Linked DNA regions of Rattus norvegicus: region 2 is linked to region 1. The links are chromatin contacts, called in public Hi-C maps. All regions are on one chromosome and are shown on one strand. The core of a region is the stretch at or near the end of the contact, and the rest is flanking DNA. Distances in the headings are between cores, read along the strand shown. Region 1 overlaps LOC102554278 (a long non-coding RNA gene). Region 2 has its middle 28 kb from the start of Ccnl1.

Region 1 (3,042 bases), core at 248-2,747:
CCTGTGTTCGGTCCCCAGCTCCGAAAAAAAGAACCAAAAAAAAAAAAAAAAAAAAAAAAAAGAATTAGATTCAGGAGAGACAAACTGTATTTCAATCACTTATGTCTTTAAGAAGATTCCTCTTTAAGAATAAGAAGTTTAGGGAGACTTCCTGTGAAGGTCAAATCCTAAGAAACTTCCTAGTGAGAGTTTATTTTAAACATGGAGCTAGGAAGTGGATCTTCTGGAGATCATAGTCTGGGCACCCCTCCTTCCTATCCCAAAACCTACCTACAATTGTTTTTGTTTACCCATATTGGGCTGTTTTTGAATTCTAACTTTAAAAAAATGAATGTTCGCTCTTGCTCTTGCCTTCCTGCCCCTGCTGTGTTCTCCCATTCCCCTCCCCCCTCTCCTTCCATGTGCCCATGGCCAGCCTCTACTCCTCTACTCTTTCTCTCTCTGCCTCTATCACCCTAACTCACCTCCCCATTCCCTGAAAAACAAACAAACTAAAAAACCAAACAAAAAAAACCCTCTGTTCTATACTAAAATAAAAAAAGAAATGGATGTTCAAAATAATTCTAATTTCTAGTTGAGTAGCAGTGGCCTCTGTGCATCCAAGAGAGCCCAGGCTGGGTGTGCCCCCAAATCCTGTTATCACAAGCTCTGGGAGATCCCTTAGGGGCTCCCACTTGCCTGTGGTATCTCTTCTTAGTGTGGGTAGTTTTGGGGGTTGGGGTGATTGGACATTTAAAAAGATCTGGTTTTGTATGTTTCAAGGCAGAGGTGGGAATATTGTAGAATCTCCTAGCCAATTCTGAAGCACTGGTCTTTAACTCCTCCCACCTCTAAGCTGGTGCCAGTCACTTCTCATGTTGCTATGGAATTGAAAGTATGCGGTTAATTCCCTCCACTGTGAACTTCTCCAGGGCAGGGGCCAAGCCTAGTCATTACTGCATATCTGGTTCATCACAATGAATAACACGAAGTTGGTGTCTAATAAATATTTATTGAATAAATAAAAGCTCAGATGGTTGGAATGATCCTCACTTCTAACATGAGAAAGAATCTGTTATTTTATAAGGCATAGCTTAGATAAAATCTCTCCTTTCCCTCGTGTCTTATTCATTCTTTTGACCCTTTTGGCTCAGGGTATCTTCGGCTCTAACTACTAGCAACCCCGACAGAAGACTGGTCTAGCAAACTGGACCACCAGTGGTGTCTCCCTCGGCGCTTGAAATGAGTCTCCCAGGGAATGAGCCAAGAGACCTCCAACTAAAGACCAGCTGCACAGTTTGGGAAGTGGAGTGGACACAGCAGATTTGTCGCTTGCACATCCGAGCCATGTGAAGTCTTTAAACGAGGGTACTCCCAGCTCCCACAGGCCCAGTGAGCCAAACTGTGTGAGCCAGCTGCTTTCACTTTGCTGAGAGGAAACTGCTTTTCAGTGTTCCAGTGTACTTACTTGGCCAGATTTCCCCTGGGATGGTAATGAGGACAGTGAACGTTGGCTGTTCACAAACCCTACTTATAAATGAGCGATTCTAAACTCTAGCCTCCAGGGCCAGACAGTCTGAGTGAAGCCTGCTGGGGAAGTCGGCAGGGATAGCTGTCCTCTGGGGCTAGAAACTGCAGCTAAAGCAGGAATCTGCGCCCAGTGTTGCCAGGCCTGGTTTTTCAAGGGATGCCAGACACGCAGATTATATGGGCATTTCCCCGATTAAGCAAAACAAAACAGATCCAACTGAGCAGGCAGATGGAGCCCTAAACCGTTAGGTTTTTTGAAGTCTGCAGTTCAATCAGGTGAAGGAGCCTGGAAGGAGCCTGTCACCCTGTGACTGGCAACAGAACATTCCCATCCCTGTACCCCACACCACGGCTCTCTGAAATGAACCTTTATTCATTTTTTTGGTTGATTTTATTTTGTTGTTTTGTTTTTGTGTTGGCTTTATCCTTAGCTAGAAATTTTGAAAATTTTATGAGAACAAGGACCACATAAAGGTGAAGTAGTTGGTGCACATGTGGAAGTGAACGAGTAGCATTTGCATCCTAATGCCCTTGCAGGCAGCCTGACTCTGTTCTAAATGCTAACATCTGTATGCATGTGACTATGGGTGGGAGCTTATGGACATAAACATGCATGAATGTTTATTTTTTAATCACTGATGATTAGTATCTGCTTTAAGAATATATTTTTGTCCTAGATTGGGTTTGAGTTTTGTATTTTTTTCCCTTCATCATAACCATGGGATAGAAAGCATCCTGTGCCCGGGGTTGCTTTGTTTTGAGTGTGGGGAAATGGGAATCCATTTCAGGCTTTGATCCCTGGACCAGAATATTTTCTGCCTCACACTGAGGTCACAGACAGGACATGGGAATAGAGCACATGCAGAGATCCTGCACCGGCCCACGCAAAGGCCATCTTTCAGGGTTTCTGGCATGACTGCTTTATACATACATTATATATATATTATATATATCATATATATATCATATATTATATTAAAAACTAGACAATACCATTTCTGCTCTGTTGTGTGTCTTGGTGCATGGAGAAGCTGGAGAATTATGCTGCAAAGTTGAACTATTAGTAATTTTGATGTGATTAAAGTGGAATTCCTTTTCTCAAAATTTCTGTGAATAGTGATTAAGTTTAATGTCTATGAAATACCTGGAAGAGGGACTAGAAAAAATGGCTCAGTGGGTTCTGAGCACTTACTGCTCTTAGAGAGGACCAAGAGTTTGGTTCCCAGCATCCAAGTTGGCCACTTACAACTGCCTGTAACTCCAGCTTCAGGGGATCTGACACCCTTTTGTAGCCTCCAGGGACACAGACAAACAGACAGACAGACATAATAAATGACCACTGGAAAAGTACCCTTCTAGAAATCAGAAAAGAACTCAAAAGCTAGTACCTAGTATTACTATCACCTTATACTATTAAGTCAATAGTATACTATTACTTCAAACTACATTTATGATTTAAATATTGATACTATGAGCAAGGCTTGGGCTCAGCAGTGTCAGCATTCCCTGTATGCCTCTTTGAAATGTGGGGAC
Region 2 (3,122 bases), core at 526-3,025, 510 kb before region 1:
GGCTTAGGGTCGGAGGAGAACCATGAGGGAGAGAGGGAGGTGGAGGGAAGATACCACCAGGTAAGAATCTTAAAATCATGGCCGTGAGGGCTGGGCAATTGGAGTTAAGAGAAAACCAGGTGGAACACAGTAATAAGTAGGGATTATCAATAGGAAAGCAGAGATTAAAGGCATATAGGTAGATATCTGCCCAGCTTTCGTGCTCATAAAGGCTTATTATAAATTAAAGGTCAAGTGTGTCTTTTATCTGGGAATTGAATAGAAGCCCCTGATTGAGATTAAATGTCTTTGACAACATCAAAAGGTTGAACAGGGGCTGGGGATTTAACTCAGTGGTAGAGCGCTTACCTAGGAAGCGCAAGGCCCTGGGTTCGGTCCCCAGCTCCGAAAAAAAGAACCAAAAAAAAAAAAAAAAAAGGTTGAACAGGAGTCCTCAGGAACCCAGTCCTGGAACGGGCAATGCAATGGCTTGTTGAGATGCTTTGGTGAGTCCCTGGGATCTCGGTCAGCCCCTCTCAAGCTATTCTGTGCTGTGCTTGCCGTTGTTATGAAGGCCATACAATACTTGGCACCAAGTTGACAAGATTCTCCCTTGATCTGTTATGGGTATCTGAAGCCCATGATGCTATCTGCTCAAGAGCCTGTGCCCATAGCAGTCATTAGGCCAGGAGCAGAGTTTTAAAAAGAAACTACTCAGGGTTGGGGATTTAACTCAGTGGTAGAGCGCTTGCCTAGCAAGCGCAAGGCCCTGGGTTCGGTCCTCAGCTCCGGAAAAAACAAACAAACAAACAAACAAAAAACAAAAAACAAAAACAAAACAAAACCAAAACAAATAAAAGGAAACTACTCAAATCTGAGAATCGATTGAATGACAAGGGGTATAATGAAGTGACTGTTCTGGACAGGGTGATGCTCACATGTGACCATAGCTCTCTCAAGGCTGAGGAAAGTTCAAAGCCCACGTGAACTATATAATGAGACCTTACTTCCCTCCGCACTTAAAAACAACAAGTGTGTGGGGGAGAGAATGAGGAAGAGGAGGGAAAGGGAAAAGGTGGAGCAGAGGGAAGGGGAGGTGAGGAGAGGGGGTTGATTCACTGTAAATCTACTTCAGAGGCTAAGGGAAAGCACGTGATCCGGTCAAAGGGCATGAATTTTCAGTTACATTCACCGACACTAGAGGGCGACTGTTGACCAGATTATCGCACAGATGTGAAGGCAAAGGCTGCGTGTTTTGGTTTTTTGTTTTATTGTGTGGGTTTTTTTGTTTTGTTTGTTTGTTTGTTTTGTTTTGTTTTAAACAAAGCTGTTCTTCTTCCCTTCCCAGCATGTATGTGACAGTCCAGGTTCACACGAGGCAGTCCTAGCTCGAGGCAGTGAGCAGCTAGTAAGATCACATCTGAGGAAGCTCTCGGAGTGCTCCCAGCAGCTATGGGCCACACAGTTCTGATCTACTCGAGCGTCTCTCCAAATGATGGCTCAGTATTAACAGAAAAAGATACACGCCAAGTGTTCTTGTATTCTTAGGGGACTTGGAAAGATTACTGAAATGAATTGGGTGCAGTTTGGCCACTAGGGGACAGCACGCGGTCACCATTGCTTGTGGCTAGTTAGTTGGACGGGGTTGGGGTGGGGTTGGGGGTTGGCTGGTAAACTATGGGGAAAGACAGGAGACTCCACCTCTGACTCACAAAGGGCTTTGGCTTCAGACCGTGTTTCCTCACAGTGTTGGTTTTGCTTCTCACTTCAGTCCCAGGAAACTGGAGGGTGGGGCAGGAGTTATTGCCCCACTCCGGGGGCCAAGGATTGGAGAATTACCCTGGGAGGGTTAGTGCTATATGAGGTCACAGAGTGGCAGAGGCGGAGCCCACCAGGATCCTGGCTGCTCCTGGAAAACTCCTCTCTCAGAGCCTTGGATAAGCCGGGTTCTGTGAGGTAGGTGAGCGCAGAAACCAGGCAGACAGCGGTAGTTTTTATAATGTCGCCCAGCTCAGTCCTTCCTTGCACACCGGCAAGCCGTAGCTTCAAGGGCTCCACGGCTTAGCTCTACCCTTTACACTTCACCGGAGGAGACTGTGTTCTAGACTCAGACCCAGATCCCCCTCACTCTGCCTCCCTCGGGGCCAAGCACGTCCTTGTCCTTGTTCACGCTTTCTCTGACCCTGTGCAGGTGGGAGATTCGCTTAGTTCCCTCCCTCAGGAACCGAGCACAAAGGGGGCAGCTCACTTAGCTGACCAGACAGGGAGGAATATGTGTTGCACAGGCCGAGTGATCAGGAAAGGCGATTGATTTACGAAGAAGAAAAGGCCAGAAAACAAACAAAACACAGGCACTAAATGGGGAAGCAATTCTCTGCTCCCTGAAAGGAAGATCCAGGGTACTGCCCCAAAGAGTGTAGCCGCCACCTCTGGAACAATAGGTCTGCGCTGTGTGTGTGTGTGTGTGTGTGTGTGTGTGTGTGTGTGTGTGTGTGTGTGTGTGTGCCTCTTCCCCCAATTTTCCCTCTCCTCTTCGGAGTGTCATCTCCCCCACCCCCACCCCTTCTCTCTCAGCTGCACACACACCCAGGAGATAGGAAAACCAGCAAGAAGGGCAAAATCCTTGCCGGAGTCTGGACACTATGAGACGCTATCTTACCACACAGATACTAGTGTTTAATTTCTTTCTGAGAAAGTGAAGGGGATGTTAAACCTACACGAAAAATGAAAGTAGTATTGTTTATTTCCTTAGGGGGTACATAACTGTCATCTAACTCTGACGTGTGTACAGCAAGAAGCAGCCTAGGCTAGTTTGTTTTGATTTTTTTTTCAACTTGAACACTACAGAATACTTAGAGATGTTTTAATATTTTAAAAGATTTATTTATTTTATATATAAGTACACTGTAGCTGTCTTCAGACACACCAGAAGAGGGCATCAGATCTCATTACAGATGGTTGTGAGCCACCCTGTGGTTGCTAGGATTTGAACTCAGGACCTCTGGAAGAACGGTCAGTGCTCTTAACCACTGAGTCATCTCTCCAGCCCTTGAGTTTCTAGATAAAAAATGTGTGCGTGTTTTGTGCGCATATACGGCTGTGCACCACATGTTTGCAGTCCCTTGGAGGCCAAAAGATATCAG

Evidence for each region. A called contact is a pair of places that touch in the nucleus more often than the background predicts.
Region 2: a Hi-C map of the Rat2 cell line shows a contact between it and region 1, with 3 times the contacts expected there. The contact joins two enhancer-like sites. A contact is called at or near these places in 2 of 12 Hi-C or Micro-C datasets (the Rat2 cell line and psoas muscle).

Annotation. Positions count from the first base shown.
Region 1 is chr2:151,969,861-151,972,902 of GRCr8, reverse strand. LOC102554278 (a long non-coding RNA gene) reads left to right here. Exons shown (of 4, transcript XR_005500996.2): 4 at 1,134-3,042. Among named protein-coding and RNA genes, the nearest start is that of Ssr3, 36 kb to the right of the region's middle. Within about 2 kb of position 1,497, at least 65 of the 93 cell types and tissues checked have an H3K27ac peak or open chromatin away from gene starts, as enhancers often do.
Region 2 is chr2:152,478,259-152,481,380 of GRCr8, reverse strand. No RefSeq gene overlaps it. Among named protein-coding and RNA genes, the nearest start is that of Ccnl1, 28 kb to the left of the region's middle. Within about 2 kb of position 1,775, at least 60 of the 93 cell types and tissues checked have an H3K27ac peak or open chromatin away from gene starts, as enhancers often do.